2 separate regions of the Sus scrofa genome follow, and region 2 is linked to region 1. A link is a contact called in public Hi-C data. All regions are on one chromosome and are shown on one strand. The core of a region is the stretch at or near the end of the contact, and the rest is flanking DNA. Distances in the headings are between cores, read along the strand shown.

Region 1 (6,536 bases), core at 1,111-3,610:
CCCACCTCCTTCCCCTTTCTGCTTTTTATTTATGTAGGATGTGTGCTGTTTAATGGTGGAATGTCAAAGCGCTCCTTTGCTGGGCCACAGTGGCGGCAGTCACTTTGGGTCCTCACGTGCCCCGTCCTCCCCCTGACACTCAGGCCTGAGGGTTGGCAAAGCCAATGGGCAGGTGACAGCCTAGGGCCCACATGTGACCTTCTTTGAGGCTCGGCTGCCGGACTCTGCGACGAGAAGAGACACCTCGCCGCCCCGGGGCCCTGGGTCTGGAGCAGCAAGCTCAGGGGGCAGCCGGACCCCACGCTGGTGGGTGGTGGTCTCTTGGCAGCTGCAAGTCCAAGTTGAACTCGGCCGTCTCTGTACCACTGTGGGGAAAAGGACTGCTGACACTTTCATTAAAGTTCCCTGAGATGACTTGCGTCAGTGGTGATGGCTGCAGGGGAAGGAACCCCCATGATCGGAACCTTTGAGGGTCCCGGAACTGCTGGGACGGGGCTGGGGGTGGCATCAAGAGCTGAAAGAAGGAACAGGTGGAGCCGACAGTCCAGGCCGGGGTCCAGCGGTTGCTCTGCTGAGCGTGGGGTTATCTGGTTTGGGACAAATGGCAGAGGGGACACCAGCCATGCTGAGGACAGGGGGGACTCTAGCCACACACAGCCTGGCCCTGCCCAAGCCCCTTGGCCTCAGTGGTTTCCGGTGATGCTGCCAGGTCCAGCCTTTCTGTTGCCACAGACAGGACATGGGTCACTTTCAGCTGCCATTGGCCTCGCTCTCTGAAAAGGCCACTCAGCTTACAGGGAAGCCACATCCAGGTGGAGATGGGCATGCAAGGTAGGCATTCCTGATGCAGACTGAGGGAGCTGAGGCCACCCCGATTCGGCCCCTGTCAGCCTGAGCTTCTCCCAGGGTCTTCGTCAGACCCCCCCAGGAAGAGGGTCTCCTCATCAGCTGCCTGGTCAGCTCTCAGGGTGTCTGGGGGGAATGTGGCACAAGGTCAACTGCCTGGACTGTAATTCCCTCTCCAGCCCCGCCAGCTGTGGAGAATCACTGGTGTCATTTTACCAAGGGGACGGATGTTGTGGAGTGTCCTGGGGAGAGTGGGATAGAGGGCATGGCCCTGAGCTCAACTCAGCCTTTCACTGGCCCATGGTGACCTGGAGGAGGTCACATCAAGGGTGTGACAAGACACCCTGGGGGTAAACCTCCAAGCTCGGGCTCCAAGGACCCAGCCCCCCTCCCCCAGGTGTAAGGGTTGGCATTGGGTCCTGCTGGCATTGGAAAAGCTTGGGAACATGGAGCCATCCACCCCCAGGACATGTGCATAAGGAAAGGGCTGCCATGGCCCTTCTCCAAGTATTTGGCTCCTAAAAGGCTAGTTAGCTCTCTCTATTGCGACCTTTCCCGTCCTATTTGAAAAGCTTTTTTTTTTTTTAAAGCCCCATTGCATCTCTCTTACTAGGAGTTGATTTTTCAGGCAAGAGCTGACTGTCCCTGTTTTCTTGAGAGCAGAGGCTCTGTCCAGTCAAGTCCAGGCCAGTGACATGGCCCAGGGAGCAAGGTCTTACACCTCAGAGGCCTCTTAGTCCTTGACTGGAGAGGTAGACAAACAGGCACACAAACCACACACCTGGTGTTTTGTTTTTGGTGGGTTTTTTTTGGCCACACCCATGGCATGCAGAGGTTCTTGGGCCAGGGATGGAACCCAAGTCACAGCAGTGACCCAAGCTATAGCCATGACAATGCCAGATCCTTAACCCACTGAGCCACTAGGGAACTCCTCATCTGGTGTTGGTTGAAGAAGAGAGACTGGGATCTTGGTGTCTCAGTCCCCACAAGCTCACTCCCTTTCTGATGGACTAGCTGTGGCCAGACTAGCCGTGCCTATGCAGGCACCTGGCCAAGACCTAGTGTCACACACCTGGGCAAACTAAGGGAGAGCAGGAGTTGGTGTCGAAATCTCAGCAGAGGAGCTCCCCCTGTGGTGCAATGGGATCAACAGTATCTGGAGCACTGAGATGCAGTTTCAATCCCCTGCCCAGCACAGTGGGTTGGAGGCTCAGGCATTGCTGCAGCTTCTGTTTGGGTCACAGATGCGACTGGGATGTGATCCCTGGCCCAGGAACTCCATATGTCACACGGTGCAGCCAAAAGATAAGAAATTTCAGAGGAGCTTGTATACTGCCCCTCCCCTCCAAGAATGCCCCAGTTGCCTTAAAAGGAAGAATTTCCATGATGCAACTGATGATGGGCTGTCACAAATAGCCCTGGAAAGATCAACAAAATTGAGGGGGTGACAGACACCAGCCCTTGAGGAGGCCCAGATGGTATCCCAGAGCAGCTGCCAGGGGCCAGGGGGCAGGGTCAGGGCTGAGAGTTACCCTGGGTGAGGGAGGGAACTGTCAGACCCAGGCAGGGGCAAGGGGAGAAAGCCCTATGTCACCCCAAATCTTCCAGGGTGGAAAGCCAGCCAGGGCCTCAACAGGCAGCCATGAAAACAGCTTCCTGGAAAACGGCCCTGATGCATGCCTCATCCATGTCCAGATTGGGAAGGAAACCAGCTGCCTGGGGGACAGAGACTGTTCGTGTGCATGTCCCCAGACAAGATTCACTGAGAAGGACATCACAGGCCTTCTCAGGGCCTCTCTGGCCATTCAGTCGGAGCACTGCGGGCTCAGTCCATATACACCTCTCCTGTGGGAACCATGCAGAAACCCTGCTTAGGATTTTCAGCCACTTTGTGGGAACCTGAGCCCAGCAGCTGGGGATGGTCAGGTTCAAATGGGATTCTGGCCCAGGAGGGGACCTTAGGACTAGGGACTGCCTGGGTTCAGGTCCTGAGTGGCTGCTAGATGAGCAGCCCCCAGGATAGAGGGCAGCAGGATGGTGACCATCCCATACCTGGGGTCCCCTGGGGCTCAGGAGCTCCAGTGACCACTGTGGGTAAGCCTCCCAAACCCAAGACCCAGGCTCAGGGGCCAGCATGGGAAACCCAGACCCGCGCAGAGAGAAGCAGATGATGTAGAGGGAAGCAGATGCTAGAGCTGCTCTTTTAAATATAATCGCTGGAGTTTCCATCATGGCGCAGTAGAAACGAATCCAACTGGGAACCATGAGGTTTCAGGTTTGATCCCTGGCTTCGCTCAGTGGGTTAAGGATCCAGCGTTGCCATGAGCTGTGGTGTAGGTCGCAGGCGTGGCTCGGGGCTGGTATTGCTGTGGCTGTGGCGTAGGCCGGTGGCAAGAGTTCTGATTAGACCCTAGCCTGGGAACCTCCATATGCCTCTGATGCGGCCCTAAAAGGACAAAAGACAAAAAAATAAAATAAAATAAATAAATAAATAAAATCACTGCTTAAAAGCTGCCTTGCTGAGGTGTGCAGACCTGGTTCCCACTCTGGCTGCCCAGCCCCCTTGAACCTAGCCTCCCCACAGCCACTGGGTTTTGGGGGGATAAGCAGATGAGGGCAGAAGGAAAGGGAAGCAGTGGGGAGAGGGGAATAGCTGCTGTTTCTTCTATCTTCTGAAGTGAGTGGGAGCTGATTAGAAGTTATTTGGAACAGGAGTTCCTGTTGTGGCTCAGTGGTAACAAACCTTACTAGTATCCCTGAGGATGCAGGTTCCATCCCTGGCCCCGTTCAGTGGGTTGAGGATCCAGCGTTGCCTTGAACTGTGGTGTAGGGCACAGATGCAGCTCAGATCCTGCACTGCTGTAGCTGTGGCGTAGGCCAGCAGCTGCTACTCTGATTCAACCCCTAGCCTGGGAACTTACATATGCCGCAGGTATGGCCCTTAAAAATAAAAAAGAAGTTATTTAAAATGGGCTATAGATGGAATGTGTGACTTTGTCCTCCATCAGATGACCATGCCCAAGCCACCTTTCCCAGGCAGGGCCCACTGGTGACAGCCAGGAGAAGACTCCTGGGGCTCCTGTCAGTGGGCAGCAGCTATAGGAGCCCTGTCCACCCTGCCAGGCTGGTCTTGGACCCTGTTTGACCATTGGCACCCCCAGGCCACCTTGGGCTAAACCTGCCTCCCAGCAATGCCACATCGGGGTACTAGGGAGCAGCAAATTCCTCTCCCACCAGCTGGCATTGCCCACACCTCCTTGTGTTCCTTCCTGGCCATCCTGAAGTTTTCCAAACTCCCCTGCTCCTTGGCAGTTACCTATGGTTGTGTCCCTCCCCAAATTCGTATGTTGAAGCCTTCACCCCCAATGTGACCCTGCTCAGAGATCCCCTTTAAGGAAGCAATTGAGGTTAAATGAGGTCATAGGGGTGGAGCCCTAATCCCATACGACTGGTGCCCTCATAAGAAGAGGAAGAGACGCCAGAGATCCCTCCACTGCTGACAGGAAGAGAGGCCTCAGCAGAAGCCAGCCTGATGGCACCTTGACCTTAGACTCCGGCCTCCAGAACTGTGAGGATATCAGAGGCTGTTGTTTAAGCCTCTGGGTAACTTACTATTTCAACAGCCCCAGTCTACCGATGCAAGGGCCTTTGGCTGTTTTGACCCCCGAATGTGGACACCTGAGTCCTCTCCAGGCTGCTCAAGTTCACAACCGTCTTAAAGCAACCCAGGGTGATTGATGGACCACACAGAGGGCAGGGGGCTACCCCTAACTTGTCATCCTGGACAATCACATTCCATGTGGCCTCTCCCCCTCCAGTGGACTCAAATCTCTTCCAGGTCACGCTCACCAAGGGGCTTCTCCCCTCCAGGTGACCTGACCACAGCCACGCCTGGGAGTGCCCTATGCAGAGTCACCCCAAGCTTTAGCCCACGTGTTTGCTTGCTTTGCTGTAGAGGTGCCCCAGGCCACCAAGCAGCCTTTCCCCACCCTGCAGCTGCTCAGTCTCAGGACCCCCTCTCCCTCTGAGGTCTTGGCCTGACGATTGGGCAAGGCTGACCCCAAAGTGGGACACAGGCAGGAGGCCTCGGGGCACTGAGGATTTCTTAGCCCACAATGAGCACCTTTTTTTTTTTTTTCCTTTTAAGGCCACACCTGCAGCATATGGAGGTTCCCCAACTAGAGGTGGAATCCCAGCTATAGCCGCTGGCCTACACCACAGCCACAGCAACGCCAGATCCTTAACGCACTGAGGGAGGCCAGCGATCGAACCTGTATCCTCATGAATGCTAGTGAGATTCATTTCTACTGAGCCACACTGGAAACTCCACAACAAGCAATTTCTAACTGGACAGGAAATCTGACTGCTAGGCCCAGATGTTACAGAGCCGATGCTCACAAGATGCTCAGAGCTGAAGCACCTTTCCCACCCCGCCAGACCACATGACCCCAAAGTCAGCCCATTCCCTCTGATTCTCTCATGAAAGTATCCTGTGTCTGGACAACATGAAGCCTTTGAAAGGGGTATTGACTCCTCCGTGGTCCCTGCTGTGGCTGAAGTGTTCCCCCCAAAGATGTGCCCACCTGGAAGCTCAAAGTGTGGCCTCGTTTGTAACAAGGGTCTTTGAGGATGTTGGTAAGATAAGGACCTTGAAATGGGATCATCCTGAATCAGGGAGGACCCTAAAGCCAATGACAAGTGTCCTCGTACGAGACAGAAAAGGAGGAGACAGACAGCCACGGGGCTCCCCGTGATGAGAAAGCCAAGATGGGGGTGCAACTCCAAGCCAAGGGCCTCTGAGGGTTGCTGGGGCCTCCAGAGGCTGGGAGAGAGGCCTGAAACCAATATTCCCTAGAGGCTCCGCAAGGGAGTAGCCGAGGTGGGTCCCTCAGGCTCCAGAGCTGGGAGAGATGTTCCTGAGTGGATGGGCGCCCCCAGTTTGTGGGCATTTATTCTGGGGCCTTAGGAATGGATGCAGTCAAAGCAGTGAGGAGGTCAAGACACCACAGCTGTCCCTCTACAGCTGCCTCACTTCCAGATGCTGAGACCCAGACCGTTCCTGCTCAGAACAGGCCCGGCAGAGGCCAGAGGGCTGGGAAGGAGCTGGGGAGATGGAGTCAGGGGTCATCACACCACCTCTGATCCAGCCCCGCTCCCACCACCGCCCGTGCCCTCACCCCTTGGCCTTGGCCTTTGTGCCACATCTGCTCAGAATTCCTTCACCCCTGCCCTCTAGACCAATTGGCTCACTTCTAGCTCCTGAAAACAGAGGGAGAAAGAAGAAACAACTCTTTCTCAATCCCCTGGGTCCTACCAGCAATGGCCCTTCCAGCTCCTCCCCCACAAAGCTCCATAGAAGCGCCTCCTTCCTGTACATTCCTGCCAACAGCGCCCACTTCCCTGGCACCCAGGTCAGCCTGGCTGTGGCTGGAGGCCTAGGTCCTGCACACCCAAGCCAATGGCTGCTCTGGGCTCTGACGCCTTAGACCACTACCCTGCTCCCCAGTGGGTCCTGCAGGTCCCCTCTGCTTCCCAGCTGCTGCTCCAGGCAGGCCTGCTGACCAGTTTTAAATTAGCTCCCCAGGGAGTTCCACTGACATTCAGTGGTAGCAAACCTGACCAGCAACCATGAGGCCAAGAGTTCCATCCCTTGCTTCACTTGGTGGGTTAAGGATCTGGCGTTGCTCTAA
Region 2 (6,536 bases), core at 2,359-4,858, 350 kb after region 1:
TGCCCATTCACAGTGACTCAGTATCTGGCCAAAATGAACACATCTGAAGGCTCCTTAGGCTGATGGGGATGTAGAGGACCAGGCAAGCTCCAGGCTTGTCTGAGTGTCAGTAGATACAACGCTAGAAGGAAAGCGCATGTGCTCTTTAACCCTCCAACCATCCTGTGTGAATTACCCTCCAGGTGAATTCAACTCACAAAGCACAAGGCTGAGCGCAGCTCAATGTCCACCAGCTGGGGACTGACTAAGAAGTTCTGTTTTTATTTATTTTGTCTTTTGTCTTTTCGGGGCCACACCCATGGCATATGGAGGGTCCCAGGCTAGGGGTCAAATCAGAGCTATAGCCGCCGGCCTACACCACAGCCACAGCAATGCGGATCCAAGCTGTGTCTTCGACCTACACCACAGCTCATGGCAAAGCCAGATCCTCAACCCACTGAGCACGGCCGGGGATTGAACCCAAGTCCCCATGGATGCCAGTTGTGTTTGCTAAACGCTGAGCCACAACGGGAACTCCTAAGAAGTTCTGAGTTTAAAATGTTTTTTTCTTTTTAGGCCTGCACCTGCAGCATATGGAAGTTCCGGGCTAGCAGGTGAATCAGAGCTGCAGCTGCCGGCCTACACCACAGCCACAGCAATGAAACATCCGAGTCACATCCACAACTTACACTGTAGCTTATAGCAACTCTGGATCCTTAACCCACTGAGCAAGGCCAGGGATTGAAGCTGCATCCTCATGGATACTGGTCAGGTTCTTAACCCACTGAGCCACAATGGGAACTCCTTAAATTTTTAATTGTAATGAAAGTCAAATAACATACAATTTACTGTCTTAAATTTTTTTTTTTTTTTTGGCCACTCATGTGGAAGTTGCAGGGGCAGGAATGGAACCCAAGCCACAGCAGTGACACCAGATCCTTCACCCCTAAGACACTGGGGAACTTCCCATCTTAACAATTTTCAAGTATCCAGCTCAGTAGCATTAAGCACATCCACACTGTTGTGCAGCCATTGCCACCATCATCTTGACTTTTTTGTCTTCCCAAAGGGAAACTGTCCCCATTAAAGACAGCACCCCACTTGTCCTTCCCAGCCCCTGACAACCTCTATTCTACTGTGTCCATGAATTTCTCTGGGGACCTTATGTAAGTAGAGTCATCCCGTATTTATCCTTTCGTGTCTGGCTTATTTCACAGAGTATCCGTCCTCAAGGTTCATCCATGTTGTGGCCTGTGTCAGAATTCTCTTCCCTTTTATGACCCAATAATATCCCATTGTACAGACAGACTGTGTTTGTTTATCCATTCATTTGCTGATGGACTCTTACGTTGCTTCCACATTTTGGCTATCATGAATCACACTCTACAAACACTGAAGAATCCATCTGGATTTGTTTAAACCTTGAGCGCAGAGAATTTATCTTCAACACTAATGAAAAACGCAAGGCCATCTTTTTGCCTTTCTGCCTCTGGCATATGGTTAGAAGGACCACCACTGCAACAAATAACCCCCAAACATACAATGTCTTCCTCACAAGGGACGTTTATTTCTTGTTCCCGAAGCCACACCGGATGGGTGAACAGGTGGCATCAGAGGATCCTTGGACATGCTGGGGATCCAGGCTGGCACACCTCCAAAGTCACCCACGCATCAGCAGGAGCAGAGGGAAGGGCTTGGAGGGGGTGCCTGTGGACGTGTTAAGGGCCAGCCCTGGAAATGCCCCAACCTCTTTTGCCAGAAACCAGTCACATGACTGTGCCAACTGCAAGGGCTGCTGGGAAGGTAGCACAGTGCTTTCAGACAAGGCGCCAGGGCAGTGTGGCTGCTGGGTTGCTGGCAGGCACCTACTCAACCCCACTTCCCTAAGGGCTTTTGTCCTTTTAAATTCAGCTGAAGCCAGACTCCTCCAGGAAGCCCTTGCTCACTGACCTCCTGCTCCCACGATGTACTGCACTGCAGTGCCCACCCCCTCCTCCTGAGCTGTATGGACCACCGGCACGGGGACTGGGGTCTCCCAGCAGAGGCCTGGCCCAGGGCAGCCCGTAGGTCACCTGGGACTTGTGAGAGGAGGCAGCCTGACAGGGGAGGGGCCCTTGCTCCCCACCTTGGTCCCTCTCCCCCACATCGGTGGACAGCCACTGTTCAGGCAACAGGAAGCCCAAGTGGGATGCTGCAGGGGAAGTGGGTGCTTCCGCCATGGAGCCCGTGGCAGGGCTGCTGCCTGGGTCTAGATGCCTGCATGGTTCTCTTTCCCGGGGACCTGGCCTGGCTCCGTGGCAGCCTCCTCCCTTTGTCCCTCGCCCAGGTGCTGCAGGGATCCTGTGCTGCCTCACTGGCTCCTATTTGACATGCCAGCTCACTCATCACCTGGATTACTGTGTCTCAAACCCTGATGGTACCAAGGACTGGTCACTGGGTTTTGGTGCCAACATTTCCTGGGGCTGAGGTTTGGGAAGACCACCTGAGGCCAGGGTCCCAAACTTGGTGTCTCTAGGGAGTCCATGCCTGGCTCTGGGACTGTGCGTGTGCTCACACAGGCACAGCTGCACCCTAGACTCCCTAGAAGTCCCTGGGAAAACCCTGCCAGGTGCTGGGACTTCCCGGCCTGGCTGGCCCAGCACTGGTAACGCGTGATGTCTGAGGCCAGAGCCACAATGGATCCCTTTTCAGTCTGGGGAGAGGGGCAGTTCCAGGGCCCGTCCTGTGGGACAAGGGTTGGGTGGGGAGCCTGAGGGAGGCCATGCTTTACCCTGAGAATGAAACCTGGCAGGGGAGGCACCTCTGATCCTCAGACGTGATTGCACTTCCCCTCCTCCGAGCCTTTGCTCAGGCTGTTCCTCTACCTGGAAAGCCCTCTGACATTGAGAATTCGACCCATTCTTGGAGGCCAGACTGGCAGCTGTGAAGCTGCCCCTGCCGTCCTGGGCCCTTGTGTGCTCTTCCCTTATGTTCTGGCCTCCCTAACTGGGAAACTGACCCCTGACCCACTGGCAAGTGCCTTGCCGGGTGGCACAAGGGAGGTGCTGGGGACTCAGGCTCGGGGGCAGGTCAGCCTGGCCTTACCTCATCTGCAGAGAGGAAAGTACCTGCCCAGAGGCCAAGGGGCCGGCCCTCAGCCCTCCTGTTCTGAGCTGGGAGCCCAGAGGTGGGGAGGCAGGGGGTGGGGTCTGGAAAGACAGGAAGCACTGAGCCTATCCCCCTCATCCAGAAGCTCTGCCCCCAGGACTCCCCCAACCCCAGTCCTAGCTCTGTTCTTTCAAATGTGCCCCATCATGCAGACTCCAGGAGTCCCTCCAGACGGGATCTGCCGCTGCCACCCAGCCCCCACCTCTGGCCAGGACCCTCTGCCAAAGGTGGGGCTGTGGAGGGAAGGAGGCCCAGACTCTGATTTAAGTGGTCACTGCCTGTTGGACACCTTGGGTAAACTGAACAACCTCTCTGCGACTGATGGATGACTCGAGGCCCCCCAGATGAGGGGAGATGAAAAGGTGGGCCAGCACGAGCTTTGGCCAAGCTGTGACCACAAGCCTGCTGGCCCAGCGGCACTGCCCTCCGTCAGGGCCTGGGTCCCTGTAGCCTCCATCGGCACTGTTCTTACCCTCTGCTTCCCCCACGTGGCCATTCTGGGCACTGCAGGATACGGGGAGTGAGCTCCACCACAGCCTCCCAACCCAGAGTTCTAGATCTCCTGGGCAACCCCTTCACCTCACTCCACTCCGGCTGAGCCCTGCCCTGGCCAGGGGGCATCAACCTCCAACCCTGCACTTCCCAGAGCTTTCTCCATCTGAGACCTATGATGCCAATCTGACCCCATCCTACCCTCCCACTGCCCCCATTCACCACTTTCACCACAAAGCAGGCAGCAATAGCAGAGGCCTGGACGAACCTCTGGACACACCTGAGCAGAGGACCTGGAGACCTAGACCAGCTGGGCACAACATTACCAGACTGCCTCTGGGGCCATGCCGGGGCAGGGCAGGGAGGCGCCCAGGGCCAGGTTGCCAGCTTGCTGCGGGGTGAGGGGCAAGCACCCACACTGGAGGGTGGGCTGACCAGCCCTGTCCCTTCTCCAGCCCAGCGTGGAGAATCCTCCATGGAGAATCCTCCACCCCATGGCGAATCCTCTACCCCACACTATGTGGTCATGGTTCTAGATTCCACTTTCCAGATGGAGAGACCTGTCCCAGGTGACCTGGCAATGGATGAAGGCCTAAGAACCAGGTTGCTCTGAGCACAGCATGAGCATCAACAGCAGGGAAGGGGCACAAAATGCTTGTTTGCTCCCCCTACAGGCAAGAAGGGGTGTTTCAGGAGATGTTTCAGGAGATGTTCCAGAAGACTTAAGAGGCACAAGCCTGGAGCTTAGAGGGTGAATCTCCACCGCCAAGGCTGGACCCACCTAGAACCTCAGGCCAGACTCAGGGTCTGTGAATCAAGGCAGTTCGGCCCTGGGGCTCCCTGCTGGGGCCCCAGAACTCAGTACAATTGGGATCAGGGTCCTGGGCTTGGGATCTGCCGTACTTACTGGTCTTTGAATATCAGGTGCTAAGTATTAAGGCTCGAGAGATAGGCCTCAGAATTCAAGGGTAAGGAGTCTAAGGTCTGAGGAATTAGAGTCATGGGTATGCGGGGAACGGGGCTCAGGAACTCCACAGTTTGAGCTTGGGGTCCAGGGTCTTTGGTGACCTAGGGGAGCACCAGGACTTGGCTCCACGGGATGGCATTAAAGGCTCAGGTCCCAGGTATGTGGGGCCCAGGTGTGAGCACTGGGGATCTAGAGATGAAATACTGGGTTGCGCGTTCTTGGGAGTTTGGGAGGCTGGTCCTTGGCCCCGACTGTCTCAGGCTGCAGGCCAAGTGTGCTGCCCTCAGGGTTGCGAACCCCAGATGGCCCTGCAACAGAGACTGGGTCTAGAGCAGGCATGGTGCTCCCACCCACGCCCCAGGGCCCCAGAACCCGGATCAGCAGACTGGGGTCTGGGAGGGGTCTCACCTGCTGCTCTTCCTGCGGCGTAGAAGCACGTAGATGAGTGCGACCAGAGCTACCACTGCCAGGCCTCCAAAGATGATGCTCAGCAGCACTGTGTAGCTCCGTCCTGGTGAAGAGCAGGCAGTGAAGGCTGCCGGGCAGGGCAGTCAGTGGGGTGGGGCGATGCTGGTGGGCGGGGCATCCTTACCTGGCTGGCAGGTGGGGGTGGGCCAGGACCAGGTGCCATCAGCCTGGCAGGTGCTGGCCTCCGCTCCAGCCAGGCTATAGCCTCTGTCACAGTGGAAGTGGATGGTGGAGCCCGCCAGGTAGCTCACGCCCTCCTTGTGCCCGTAGGAGGGTGGGGCCAGCCAGCCGCAGGACACCACTGGGGTGGAGGCGGGACATAGACCACAGGCCTGAGATGCTGGCTGCTGGCTGCTGCCACCAGCCTAAGAGACTGAGTCCCAGTGCCAGGTGCCCCCCTCCCCCATCTCCCCATCTCCCCAGCCCTCTACCCCCCTCACCCGGCTGCAGGCTCTGCACACGAAACAGATGCTGCATGTGGGCCACCCGTGAGGCATTGCCCATGCTCAGGCTCCCGGTGGCCGCCACATCGAAGTTGCAGAAGTTGTTGTCCCCGCACAATTCAGCCACCTCAGTCGGCTGGCTGGAGCTGGAGGTGGTATCCTCGGGGAAGAGGGGCAGGAAAGAGGGGTCATGCTTGGGCTGGAGCAGGAAGTTTTCCACCAGGACCTTGGAGTCATAGGTGAGCAGGGAGGTGGCGTTCTCCACAGCCCCTGGGGAGACAGTGGCAGGCCTGGCTGATGGCGAAGGTCTGGGGTCCCCTCTCCCCTCCATGGAGCCTGCTGGCACCATGCCCCGCCTCTCCAGCCTGTGCCTCACTCACAGTCAGCCCCAAACCGGAACAATTCTCGGGAGCTGGCACTAGGGAGTAGGACCTGGCCATTGCGCAGGGTGAAGTCATCTGCGGGGTCGTTATTGAGGGTCCCGAGGAGGCCTCGCGTGTGGGTCAGGAACTTCTCAGGCAGCAGGACCGCCACACTCAGGAACGGACCCTTGAGGCTGACCTCCAGGCCGGCCCCCGATGACAGCATGACTGATACCTTGTCCCCAGCAGCGACTGAGAGGAACATGCCTGGCACAGGTGGAGCTGGGGTCAGGGTTGCCCCTGCAGGCAATGTGCTGTGACCTCATGGCCCCAGGATGCATGGGCCGGCACCCATGGCTTCCAGTATGGGGAGGGCATCCCCAGGGCCCAGCCTGCTGTGACACGCCACCACCCTAGTCGGTGGACATGAGGTGCCCAGGCCCAAAGAGAGCCCCCAGACCAAGGCCATACCTTGGGGTTGCCTGTGAACCCTCACGCCCTCACTGGAAGACCTCTGCCCCCCCCACCCGTGTTCTGCCTTCTGCCAGGGCCGCTGAGAGAGATGGGGGCTGGGCAGGGAGGGCAAGGGGGAGAGGGCCCTCCATCCCACTCACCCTTCAGGTCCATCCAGCTCTGCTCCGCGAAGCTGAGAACCTCCTGATTCAGCAGCACCTGCAG

Evidence for each region. A called contact is a pair of places that touch in the nucleus more often than the background predicts.
Region 2: a Hi-C map of retroperitoneal adipose tissue shows a contact between it and region 1, with 1.8 times the contacts expected there. The contact joins two enhancer-like sites. A contact is called at or near these places in 3 of 5 promoter capture datasets (fetal liver, fetal skeletal muscle and liver), 9 of 47 Hi-C or Micro-C datasets (alveolar macrophages, blood, embryonic fibroblasts and 6 more) and 2 of 2 datasets of contacts at active chromatin or transcription factors (alveolar macrophages and skeletal muscle).

The regions. Positions count from the first base shown.
Region 1 is chr14:49,321,696-49,328,231 of Sscrofa11.1, forward strand. It overlaps BCR (breakpoint cluster region protein), which reads left to right. Exons shown (of 23, transcript XM_021074056.1): 23 at 1-414. Among named protein-coding and RNA genes, the nearest start is that of SPECC1L, 8.0 kb to the right of the region's middle. Within about 2 kb of position 2,361, at least 14 of the 83 cell types and tissues checked have an H3K27ac peak or open chromatin away from gene starts, as enhancers often do. A contact at or near this core is called in omental adipose tissue and retroperitoneal adipose tissue, where this site is marked.
Region 2 is chr14:49,672,608-49,679,143 of Sscrofa11.1, forward strand. It overlaps SUSD2 (sushi domain-containing protein 2), which reads right to left. Exons shown (of 16, transcript XM_013983126.2): 10 at 6,473-6,536; 11 at 5,877-6,125; 12 at 5,494-5,766; 13 at 5,178-5,354; 14 at 4,994-5,096. Among named protein-coding and RNA genes, the nearest start is that of SUSD2, 7.9 kb to the right of the region's middle. Within about 2 kb of position 3,609, at least 14 of the 83 cell types and tissues checked have an H3K27ac peak or open chromatin away from gene starts, as enhancers often do. A contact at or near this core is called in omental adipose tissue and retroperitoneal adipose tissue, where this site is marked.